2 separate regions of the Mus musculus genome follow, and region 1 is linked to region 2. A link is a contact called in public Micro-C data. All regions are on one chromosome and are shown on one strand. The core of a region is the stretch at or near the end of the contact, and the rest is flanking DNA. Distances in the headings are between cores, read along the strand shown.

Region 1 (6,328 bases), core at 1,711-4,210, 220 kb before region 2:
GCTCTCTTGCTCCTAAAGATGTAAACAATAGAGCTCTCGCTCTGGCGCTCTGAAGCTCTGGCACTCTGGCTCTTAAAGATGTAAGCAATGGGGGGCTTTGGGGGCTTGCTCTCTTGCTCCTAAAGATGTAAACAATAGAGCTCTCGCTCTGGCGCTCTGGCGCTCTGGCTCCTAAAGATGTAAGCAATGGGGGGCTTGGGGTTTGCACTCTGGCTCCTGAAGATGTAAGCAATAAAGTTTTGCCGCAGAAGATTCTGGTTTGTTGTGTTCTTCCTGGCCGGTCGTGAGAACGCGTGTAAGACATAGTGGCCATGAAAAGCTTAGGCCCAGGCAAGGTAGTACACGCCTTTTATCCCAGGAGACTGAGGCAAGCAGATCTTGGCCAGCCTGGGACTAAGCAAGTTACAAATCTAGGCGTGGTGGTACACACTTTTAATCTGGGCCACACTTTCTGCTAGAGACCTACATAAGGACATTGGATGAGGGAAGACTCAGTCTTCTTAGGCTGCTTGCACTGACTTGCTAGCACATCTGTTGGAATATACTTCTTGAGGATTCCAGCTGCACCACGATTCAGAAGACCAGTTGAAACAACTAGCCTCGTGTGACTGAGCAACTCCTAGATTCTTGGATGTTCCATTCACAGCTGCCCATCGCTGGATTAGTTAGCGCACAGACTAAGTCATTACAATAAATTCCCTTAATACAGAGAGACATTCCAAAAGTTCTGTGATTTAACCTCTAAGGACTTTCCACCAGTCAATTGTTTTCTTTGCTATGGCTCCTTGCTCCTTTTTGTCCAGTAGAGACTTAAATGGCTTACTGTCTGGCCCTCCCCAATTGATGAATCATTCAGAAAAACTAATATTCTAATGTGCCCTATTTTAGTACGCCATTGCTTTTGCTTCAACAGTCAATATAATCAATATAGTGAAGAAATCCCCAACTGGTATCTTAGATTATTTGCCAAAGAGTCTTGATCATATGGGCACTCTTAAACAGTCTGCAGATTGCACTGGGAATCATTGATTGAGTGGCTTCCTGTTTTGATTAATGAATAAATTCATTTTCTTCAAGAGAAATAAAAATCTTCCATTACACTTTACAGTTATGTTTATGAAGTTGTTTCACGCATACTCAACAGAAATAGTTTAATGTGGAAGCTGCATTGTTGTCATCATTGATTGATAGCAGAGTGTCTTTTTAAAATGATGTTTATGGTGATAAATACCAATTCTAATGGGGTGATGGAATAGCTATTTTTTTTTCATTTTCTCTAGTGCTTTTCAGTTTAAAGTTTAATATATCATGAATCTCAAAATTTCTTCTCCTTGACAATTGAGGAGCTGAAACTATTACTTATGAGCTTAAAGGTTATGGATACATAATATCATTCATAAAGTTCTACTCCAGTATCTAATGGCTGCTTATTTATGCTCAGAAAAGAAATATTAGCACCAATAATAACATATTTGAGAGTAGGCAAAATAAATTAGCCTTACTGGTTGAAGTTCAGGGTAATTTGTCACTAGTAATCTCTTGAGGCAAACCCAAACTTCCTTGCTACAAATTATATACATCTTGTGCATAGGAAAAGTAACTTGCCTTCACAACCATTTCTTCTTATTAATTCATTTAATAACCACTCAAGAGTGCCTGCCCAGCCATTATATTATGAAGACAGACTAGGGTATCACATGGTAGGTGGGCCTTATTTAGTTGGAGGCCTACAAAGTTCTACAGATGCTTTCAAAAGCAGGAGAGATTTAATTTGATAGTTGGAGATGAGCTGGTTGGATCAATGACTTGGTGAAGAGTTAAAGCATTCAGGACTATGTGTTCTGAGGCCGCTCCCTGCACTAAATGGGAATGTTGAAAATGACAAGATTGGAATAGAAAGGTTTTGGAAGTCAGGCTAACCTTTTATTAAATTTGTATTTTTTTGTGGTGGAGATCCAATACAGACCCTTAGCCTTGTCTATGCTAAGCAACCACAGATCTACAGCTTCTTTGTACTAATAAATTTTTCTTTTACTCTAAGGACAATGGAAGCATTAGATAATCATTATCAATGAACCATAGACAGAGACAGGAGTCTAATATTGGGGCTCAGGAGTAATTTTATCAAAGAATTTTCATTCTTGAGTGGACTACAAGGCTCAGTAGGAAATTGTCTTTTCTGCTAAGCTTGTGACTTGAGGTCCACCCCCAGAACCACATAGTAGAAGAATAGGTCTGCAGGTTGCACAGTAAGGCATGTTTATACCACGTCCACAATCATTGAGTGCATGTGAAAATGAAGTATTTTCACTTGGCTTGGTAGCACACATCTTTAAAAGCTTGGGAGGCAGAGGAATCTAGATGGGTCTCTGAGTTCTGGGCCAGGCATGGATTACAAAATGAGAGACTCTGACAAAAGAAAAATTCAACCAAGTATTTGTTTTAGACTTTAAAAGTATATTAAATGATGTGTCATTAAGAATAGGAACAGAGTTGTAAAGAAACTAAAATAAATTGGAAACACAGTAGTTATGTAACATGTAACATTTGGAACCCTTAGTAAACAAGGCTAGCCTAGAGAGTGGAGACTGAGGGCAAGCGCTTTAAACATTCCTAACAACTCTTCAGTTTTCTGGCATCTTTATAACTAGATAGTGGTTTCTTCAAGCATACTGAGAAGATGGGCAGCAGTGGAAGTTTCATCATGTACGTCAAGTACATTACGAATATAGATAAAAGTAGCATGCAAATAACAAGATTCTGTTGATTTCCTTAGAAACGTGCCAGGACTTTGCTTGAGAACGCATCTGAAACCACCGAAAGGTTTTAGGGAACTCCCAAACTAGACCTCCTCGTGGCTTGTCAGCGCATTCCCTCCGCACCGCTAGGGGGCGAGAGTCCGAAAGCCTGCCTACCCACGCAGCCGGGCCGCTCTTGGCGACGCGGTCTCGGTGACGACACTTCCGTCGGGCTTGCCGGGAGTCGCGCGCTGCTGCATCCACGGAGGCGGTGGGCTCGGGCAGTCATGGAGCACTCGGGAACCAGCGAAGGTGGGTGTGGGTTAGGCGGGCCAGCCGGGGTGGAGGGCCGTGCTGGGCACTGGAGCGCCGGGCTGACGGCCGGTCTGTCCTTTGTTTCTTGCTCCAGTGACAGGCGCAGACACGGCGGGACCCGACCCTCAGCTGGCGGTCACCATGGGCTTCACAGGATTCGGTGAGTGACTGCCCGGGGCAGAGCCCAGCCCGACTTCGCCCGGGGCTTGCGAGTAAAGGGTAGGAGAGCTGCCACTTTTGACCGGCGCCTTCCGCCGTGCCAAATCCGAATCGGTCCCATTTAAACTGTTGAGACCAGTTCAGGTGACAGTTGGAAACCTTGACGGAAAGGGATTACTATGGTGACCCAGTCTGAGAAAGACATTTAGTGGCGACCATTAAATAACATTTTGGTGGATATAGCGTTTCTTCCTCTTCAGTCTTAATGTATACCCTGGTCTTGTCACATTATTAGGTGATTTAAAAGAAAAAACAGTCTCAAAAGACATAATCATCTGTTAATAGTATCAGTGCTAGAAAAATCAAATGGAAATTGACCTGTAATTTGTTTTGGGAACAAATGTCTCTCTGATGTACCTAGTTCTCATTCATTCATTGTTTCATTTATTCATCTACTTAGCTTCTTCTAGGTAATTAGTCGATAAAAGGGTAGTTACAGTATTTACTTTTTTTCTTTCTTTTCTCCCTTCTTTTCTTCTTTTTCCTTCCCTCTTCCACCTCCTCTTTTCCTCTTCTTCCTATTCATTCTCCTCTTTTGTTTGTTTGTTTGTTTTTTGTTTTTTTCTAGACAGGTTTTGTGTGTGTGTGTGTGTGTGTGTGTGTGTTTGTGTAACAGTCCTGGCTGTCCTGGATATCACCCTGTAGACCAGGCTGGCATCGAACCCGTAAAGATCTGCTTGCTTCGGTCTCCCGGTTGCCTGGATTAAAGGCTTGAGCTACCACCACCCGGTGGATTTATTTTTTTAAAAGATAAATGTATATATAGTTATATTTCTGAGCGGTTGTTTTGCCTCTATGTCTGTGCACCATTTGCCTGCAGTACCTATGGGGGCCAGAAGAGGTCACTGGGTCCCATGGAACTAGAGTTACAGATGGTTGTGAGCCACCTTGTGGGCCCTGGGAACTAAACATGTCCTTTGCAAGAGCAACAAGTGTTCTTAACTTGTGAATCATCTCTCCAACTCCTGTTTTTGACTTCAGAAAATTAGGAGAATCACGAAGAAAAGGAAGTCAAATCTGTTTTTTTTTTTTTTTAGATCTCCTGGTGCATATTAAAATTTAATATCATATTTATGAGTAAACATTGCTTTTTAAGACAGTATTTTGCGATTTTCATGTATTATATTCTTCCAAAACATGATTTTTTTTTTGAGACAGGGTTTCTCTGTATAGCCCTGGCCGTCTTGGAACTCACTTTGTAGACTAGGCTGGCCTCGAACTCAGAAATCCTCCTGTCTCTGCCTCCCAAGTGCTGGGATTAAAGGCATGCGCCACCATGCCCGGCCTCCAAAACATGATTTAATTTTTGGTAGTAGGAGGACTCAACAGGGCTTCCTGCATGCTAACTACCTGTCCCATTACTAAGCTGCACTGTTAGAACTTGATTTATTTTAGTGTCCAGAGATCTTGTATCACTTAAATTTTATTTTTTGTTTGTTGAGAGAGTTATTAAAAACTTTAATAACTTGATACAAGAATCTAATTGAGTGGCTGAGGCAGGTTTCAAGTTTGAAGCTAGCCTGGACTATGTAGTTAGACTGTCTTTACTTATTTTTTGTTATTTATTTTTATTTCTTAGTTAAAACAGGACCTGACACAGCTCAGGCTTGCCTTAGACTTTGTATGTAAGCTGAGGATGACCGTGTGCTTCTGACCCTTTTTCCTCTTAGCTCCTTGGTTCTGGGATTTTACCGTGTAGTATGCACCTGGTTAGATACTGTCTTTTTGTTGCTATTTAGAAAAAAACTAAAAAATTGGAAAACAAACAAAAACCCATGGATACCTTATTCAAGAGTAGGAGGGATGGATAGTCTGTGATTATGTTAGTAGGTGGAATTTTTTTCTTTTTTTTAGCTCTCATGTATATTTATCATAGCTCATTAATAGACCAATTAAAAGATAACCTTATTTGTTTGTTTGTTTTGTTTTGCTTGAGACAGGGTTTCTCTGTGTAGCCCTGGCTGTCCTGGAAGTGCTCTGTAGACCAGGCTGGCCTGGAACTCAAGTGCTCTGGGATCAAAGTGTGCCACCACACCACCACCTGGCTTTCATACTGTGTGTTTAAGATATTTTGTAATATTTTGTTTCTTCTTTGATAGTTTCATTCATATCTACAGTGTATCTTGATCATCTGGCCACTCCTCTTGGAACTCTTCCCTCTTGCTCTCTTCAGACTCCTCTTATACTCTGCATTCAGGTAGTGCTGCCTGCATTTATGTGGGCTCTCTACCTCTGACCATATCCCTGGAGAGAAATGTTTCCCCTCCTCCAGCTTCCCTAGTTGTGAATAGGTCCTCAATTGGGGGGTGGAGCCTTATGAGCCCCTTCCCTGTCCATGTTGCAGTTATCAACTGCCTCTTTCTCTGTGGGTCTTGTGAAGGTAGTTGTAGCTCATGTGAGTCCAGAGAGCATGTCCATGTCACAGCTAGAGGACAGATGTCCTGTCCCTTCTCCCCTGGCCCTGATTTTCTTCCTACACCCTCTTCTATGTATTCTGTAAACACCACAGGGGTTGGTCCAGATGCCTCTTAGGACAGAGCATCCAGCAGCCCCTTATCAAAGTGCTTTGACAGTCATGAATCTCTGTATTAGCATTTCTCTGACTGAAGTTGAAAGCAGTGCTAATCTATGGGTATAAACATAAATATTTAGAAGCAGGTTGCCACTATTGACACTATGAGCTCCTCAGTCAGAGACTTTTGACTAGGCTCATAGTACTAAGTATTTCCTTCTATGGGTCGGCTTTAAGTCCAGTCAGAAGAGTTGGTTACTCTCATAGCCTTCCTGCTTCTGTTTCCCCAGTGGGCATGTCTTGTCTGGCAGGTCAGCTCTGTAGCATGCAGAGTCCACTGCTGGGTAGTCTGCTCATGACTTTAATCCCCGACTGGCCTACCTGTCATTTATGGCACTATGAGAAGTGAGCCAGCCGGGAGGCGTTCCAGGTCAGTTCCAGCTTGCTGTCTGTCTGTGCCACGGCCACAGTCAGTCTTCTCTTCAGCAGTAGGTTTTACCATCTGGTTATGTGGTCGGCAACTAAGAGCAATGACAATAGCTTG
Region 2 (6,253 bases), core at 1,065-3,564:
CAGTGTAATAGCCATGAAAGTGTTCAAACACAGCAGGATTACAGAGGACTCTTGTTCAGCCGCACACGGGCAGATTCAGTTACAGTTTCTTGTTCAGAGATGCTGCTGGGGGGAGGGAGAGAGCTGGCTGGGGAGGGGGCAGGATGCAGATCCAGAATGCTATTAGCTTACACATCAGACAGGATAGATGTGTGTGTGAGCTCGGAGCCCGGCCAGCAGCCTGCCAGGATGACAGCTCTGTCAACCATGGCTGCCATTATTGCCGGTTCAGTCACTTTAGCTTCACTGTGCATATCTTTTGAAATACAAGATGTGAGGATGTGTCTAAGATGTGTTGTGTGTGTATGTATATCGTCCCCACCTATAAAGAGCCTATTAAAAGTCATATTGAGTTCATAAGCCAAATTAAAAGCAGTCATTGTAGACGAGGAAAGAGAGAAAAATATCTTCCCCCTCCCCCACGCACTAAGTATCTTCAAATATTAGCTAATATTTAATATTAGCTGATCGTCACTATCTGCCATGTTGCTTTGTGGAGGACAGTTTCATAGACTAGTTTTGTGAACTGCCTGTCGTGTAGGCAGCTGGGGGGTGGGTACTGGGGAGAGGACTGAAATGTGAATGAATTTCTAGGTCCACTCCAGACTAATAGACCCTGAGAGATTTCGTCTGAGAATCTACATTCTAAGAAGTGCCTAAAGTGATGATTTTGCACACAAATGCTTGGAAATAACATAATTACTCAGAATCAGAAACTATTTCTCATTAAGAAACTTCATGCTTAAAGGCCAGACAGCTTCATTTATAAAAGACTCATAGCAAATCATTTCCATAGAAAAAGAATCTCCCCAGGATTTGAGAACATAGCATGTTGCAATGTTGTACTTAACACATGAATTCTTATGCTCAGTATGTTATACCTAGGACTTTAGAAAAGGTGTCAATCATCTGAGGCGAGGAACCCTGTTATCTAACGTGTTATGTAAACAGTCGTGGCACTTCTTCTGTACTAACACCGTGATGGACTTGCTAGAAAGCTTAGTATGTGTTAGCATAACAATCCTCATCACCCACGAGGTAGACAGTATTCCTGTCCCCACCTTGTAGATGACGGAACGGAAATGTGTAATTTGACCAGTGCCCCACAGGTAGCAGGTGGCCGACTTAGGACTGTGTACAGAGAGGCTGCCTTCTATGCCCTGTGCTTGTTTCTCCTCATGGGCAGCTAATAGTAGCTACTGGGATGCTGAGATGTCTGTGTGAGCCAGCATGGCTTAGCAGAGGGAACCCTAGACTAAGAGTCAGAAGTCCTGAGTGTACTTCCAGTTCTGCTACAGCCTGCTAAGGGCAGGGCTTGCCTTACTGAGCCGGTTCACGGTTCACCGTATCCACACGGTAGGAGGGTAGGATCCAGCCACACCCGAGTACCGGTCCTTAGAAATGTGTACCTGAGACATCAGAAAGATCTCGGGGAACCTGGCCCGCCTCCGCTTACTGTTTTCAAGTCTCAGTCTTCTTTCCTGTGTACCACTTAATAGTAAAAGAGCTAGTGGAGACATTACAGGACTCTTCTGGGTCCTTCATTCTTGTGTTCCATACCACATTTCACATTTGTTCACCCACATCTCACACTTGTTCTTTTTTCTAGTTGCTGAATTCTCAAACATAGCGTGCTGCACTCTATGACTTCAAGAAGTGTTTATTTCTCAAATGCTATGTCTGCACTCTCTGAAGAAGATTCTTTATCTAAGGCATCTACTGCTTTATCTGGAAGCTTCTTACACATGCCCAGTGTTTTAAATTTTTTATTTTATTTTTTGGTTAGGTACTCACAGATAGAAGCAGCCATTTCAAGCTGAATCTTTTTGGTCAATCCTTTTGTTTAATCACAATAATTCTGCAATTGTGATGATTGGGTCAGAGTTCAGCCAGGCTGGATTCATGTTAACGGGGTTAACAAGTGTGTCAGATTGTCGAGTCATGGCTATTATTGGCTTTGGCTTTGAGGTTTTCGTTCATAATAAACAACGGGCCCCGAGCCAAGAGACCTCGTGGTCTGTGCTCACATCCTCATGATTAAATATTGCAAGTGATTTCCCCTCATATTCTTCCCATCACCCACGAGCTTGCTTTCTGCATCTTAGGTGAATCACAGCAGAAGCACACCCGTAATTAGAGAGACTGTGACCCGTGCGCGGACTTTGCATCGCAGCCGAAAACACTGATGACTTCACTCTGCTTTGAGTGTTAGAAGGAGTTGCAGAGGCATAGATTAGGGCTTAGTCAGAAGAAAATAGAAGTCCCCTTGACACTTTGAGTCTCTGACACAGACAGTGCACTCTAAATACCCTTTAGAAGACTGCGGTGGGTGGGGATGGGTTTGCTCTCACTGGCTGCTCTGGCTGGAAACCCTGAAGGGCACTCACTTTCCTTGGATTCCTGTCATTGTGCTGGAGCGCGCACTTGCCATGACTCACATTGTACAAATAATCTGGAGAATTTCTTTTAAAGTACCAAAGGGAGTGATAGAGTCAGCGAGCCACGAAAGCAGGGAGGAAGGCTACTCTGGGGGAAAGAGAGAAGGGAGCCGGGTCACAGGGCAGGAGACGACTAAGAATTGAGTGTAGTGATGCGTACCATGTAGATGCTTCGGGGAAAGCCTTTGTATACTAACTCCCAAAAAGAACTTCAGCCAACTCAGGAATGCTGAGAGCAGGAGAAATGTCTTCCCCAGAGAAGAGCACACCACTGGCTATCCAGAAATGGCTATCCAATACCTAGTGGTCAGCCCTGAAAACATAGAAGAGTAACCTGAGCAGATGATATATAGAAGCATATACATGTACATATATGCATATAATAAGAACTAATGAAAAAGGAGACCGTAAATGTAAAAGAGAACAAGGAAGAGTATATTGAAGGGCATTATGGGAGGAAATGGGAAGGGTACATGATGTAATTATATTATAATTTCAAAAATAAGTGATAGAAAAGTTTTAGACTAATTTTTTTTGAAAAATTAGCACAAAGCATCACCAAATTACACCTTGTAGATTTGGTAGACATTTGCATAAGCTCCTGTATTAGCTTCATGAAATCATATTTACATGTAAGAAATGCAGGATATACTGGAAACATGACAGAGCAAGACAAAGCCCAAAAAAGCATTCCTTTGAATAGTCTATTTAGAGGTTGACAACAGTCATTATACTAAAACTTAACTGTCCTTAATAATCCAGTGAGCTGTTACCAAATTTAATCAGATGAAAAATTCTTACTCAAAAGAGTTCATTAAACTGGAAGATGTAAGTTCCACATCAGCCTCTGTATGGTTAACACATAAAAATGGCCACTATTAGGCAGTGGCAGAACTGGGTGAAGTTGCTTTGAGTAAAGTACTCACCAAACAGGTTCTCCTTTGAAACTGCGGCATCCCTATGAATCTGCTGGATTACAGAGTCATCTCCCTTTCTTTTAAGCCATTGCCTTTATCTGTTCTCAGTTAGGGCAAGGGAGATGAAGCTGTCTTGAGGCTGTAAGTTCAAGGAACTGCCTACTAATAATTAGAGAATAAGGGACCACAAAGATGGCTCAGAGGTTAAGAGCATTGGTTGCTCTTCCAGAGGACCCAGGATCAATTCCTACAGGTCATATGGTAGCTTACAACTACTTAGAACCCTAGTTCCAGAGCATTCAATGTCCTCTCCTGGCATCTACAGCCACCACGCATGCACATAGTGTACAGATACGCATACAGGGAAAACACACACACACATCTTTTTAAAATAAGCAAGTGTAAGATAAGGAATGATGGTAAATGCTTTCTTGAAGAATGTCTCTCTTGCACTCTGTGTCATGTACGTATGTAGCTCAGAATTGCTGCTGGGTTTTCATTGTCCATGTGGTTTGGCTCGCCACACTGTCTCTCGTGGACATACAGGATGGAGACTGTGCTAAGAGCAGTGTACTGATTCCATTTGTGTAAGCAGCTCAGAAAAGAATCCACACTTAACAGGCCTAAAGGAGGTATTGTTGCTGTTCGTCCCCTCCTGGCTCCAAAGTGGGGTTTCTAGACCAGCTTTAAGTTGTTTTCAAATGCATCAACACTTTGTCTGTCTGCATGTTCACATCACTCTTCTTTGTCATTGTTGATTTATTTTTATAGTGCTTTCGTGTGCTAAGGGAAAATTAGGCCATTCCCTAGAGAAGAACTCTGCTCGTTCTATTCTTAACTGTGTGATTGCACAATCGCCCCTGTTCTTCATTGTCTTGGTCAAGCGGTGACTGGAAAAAAAAAACTGTTTAAAATGCCCCAAGATAGACCTGAATTGAATTGTTAAGATCATTCTCATGTGTGGAGTTACAAAGTTTTTAAAAAGAATAACTGTGGAAACGGATTCAGGCAACAGTTGCTTGGAAGAAAGCTGCGAGGTTGAAAGCCAGGTTGTCTTGCTGTGTTTGTCCTTGCAAAGCACATTCATTAGGAGATAGATATTCCGAGAGCTACCTGGGGAAAAAAGATTTTAAAGGACCTCGTCTTTATATAGCAAAAAAACAAAGAGCTCTTTCTTATTAAAGGTTCTAAACTATTCTTTTAGAGTTTTGGTTTGGGGCAGAATGGGCTGTTTCTGTGAGCTGGGCCTTCCACTTCCCAGCACTCTCTATGGTGCACTCTCCAGAAGAAAGGGCACTCCTTAAAGATGGCCCGAGAGCAAAGCCCGGGCTGCCTTGTCATAGTAGTTTCCTACAGCTTCTCCAGAGGAGAAATACCTCCTCCTAGCTGGAGCTAGTCACGCCTCCAGTTAAGGAGCCGTGGTCTTATGCATCTACCTCATTGCAGAGTCCTGCTGTTTTCTCTGCTTCCCACTCTATGAACAGGGTGGAGGGTTTGGATGTGACCACTGGGTCCACTGTCCAGTGAGGAAACTGGAGGGCTTCAGAGTAAGCACTTAGGATATTTTCTAGCATTTTGATACATTTGATGAATCTAACAAAATATTTAAAAAATATTTTAGTTTATTATTTGATAACATCTTATGCGTATATACTGTATTTTGGTTATCTTCATCCCTGTCACCTCTCTTCTCCCCTAGTTCTCTCTGAACCCTTCTTACCAACAAATTCCCTTCCTACTTCTATGTTTTGTGAGTGTGTGAGTGTGTATGTATGTATGTATGTATGTATGTGCATGCACAGGCATGTTCATTTGTGCAGGTGTGCAGGTATATGTTTGGAGGCTAGAAACTGTCAGGTGTCCTGTTATACCATTCTCTGCCTTGTTACCTTGACACTGAGTCTGGCACTGAACCTAGAACTTGACTAACAGTCAGCAATCCCAGCCACCCTCCTGTATCTGCACCCCATCCCTCTACTTGCCAGGCACTTGAGTTGTAGCATCTGCATACTTGTGTCCAGCTCGTACATGGTGCTGAGGATTTGAACTTAGACCTCATGTTTTTGCAGTAAGCAGTTTTACCCATAGAGCTGTCTTCTCAGCTTCCAGTGCCAAGTTTCATGTTGTTGTACATCCCATCATCCTTTGGTGCTGAGCCGCCTTATGCTTTGCTCTGTTTTGATTATGTTCACTCATCAACTTTATTGAGACAGAGTTTACATACAGTAAAGTGTAAAGTGCAGCCGTCTCAAGTTTTGGCAGAAATACACACGTGTGTAACCCATACTTCAATCTCTGTCCACAAGAGCATTGACTCCTGCTTCTTTACAGCATGACTCTCTGCCTGCTGTTTTTCTGTGCCCTGCCAGGTTAGCCACCAGCCTTCCTTCTTCAAGTACTTTTGGGAGTGGTGGACTATGTCAAAGCAAGCCCTGCAGTGAAGCAGCTCTAGGTGTTCTGTCTGGGGTCCGCCATAGCAGTTTCATTTAATAATATATCTCCAGGGGCTCACTGCTGCATCTCAGTACTTATGTCTCGTTACAGTTGACTTGTGAAATATAGCCAGATAGCCTTAGATCTCTCTCTCTCTCTCTCTCTCTCTCACACACACACACACACACACACACACACACACCCTTAGAAGTTAAATATTTATTTCAAAGGCTCTTTTAAGCTTACACATTTGTTTCTCTGTGGATTTGTTCAGGGACCAGCATCTTTGCTGGAAGGTAAAAGAGCAAACACCAAATTGCTTGCTTGGCTGTGGCACATTTGAAAGCCCATGGCCCTGCTTTCTAGTAACTGGGGTCTATGAAAGTCCGTAGCTGTTTTTTGAAATGTTAGACCTGTGTGTAGATG

What was found. Hi-C and Micro-C count contacts between places; a contact is called where the count stands out from the background.
Region 1: a contact with region 2 is called in a Micro-C map of muscle stem cells, with 4 times the contacts expected there. The contact joins the promoter of Wdr70 here to the enhancer-like site in region 2. A contact is called at or near these places in 2 of 39 promoter capture datasets (both in the 3T3-L1 cell line), 2 of 484 Hi-C or Micro-C datasets (liver and muscle stem cells) and 3 of 9 other capture datasets (adipose tissue, liver and pancreatic islet).

The regions. Positions count from the first base shown.
Region 1 is chr15:8,095,841-8,102,168 of GRCm38.p6, reverse strand. It overlaps Wdr70 (WD repeat domain 70), which reads left to right and starts at 2,960. Exons shown (of 18, transcript NM_001081402.1): 1 at 2,960-3,050; 2 at 3,148-3,213. The coding sequence starts at 3,026.
Region 2 is chr15:7,874,067-7,880,319 of GRCm38.p6, reverse strand. All of the region lies in intron 17 of Wdr70 (WD repeat domain 70), which reads left to right. Among named protein-coding and RNA genes, the nearest start is that of Gdnf, 62 kb to the right of the region's middle. Within about 2 kb of position 2,314, at least 70 of the 459 cell types and tissues checked have an H3K27ac peak or open chromatin away from gene starts, as enhancers often do. A contact at or near this core is called in muscle stem cells, where this site is marked.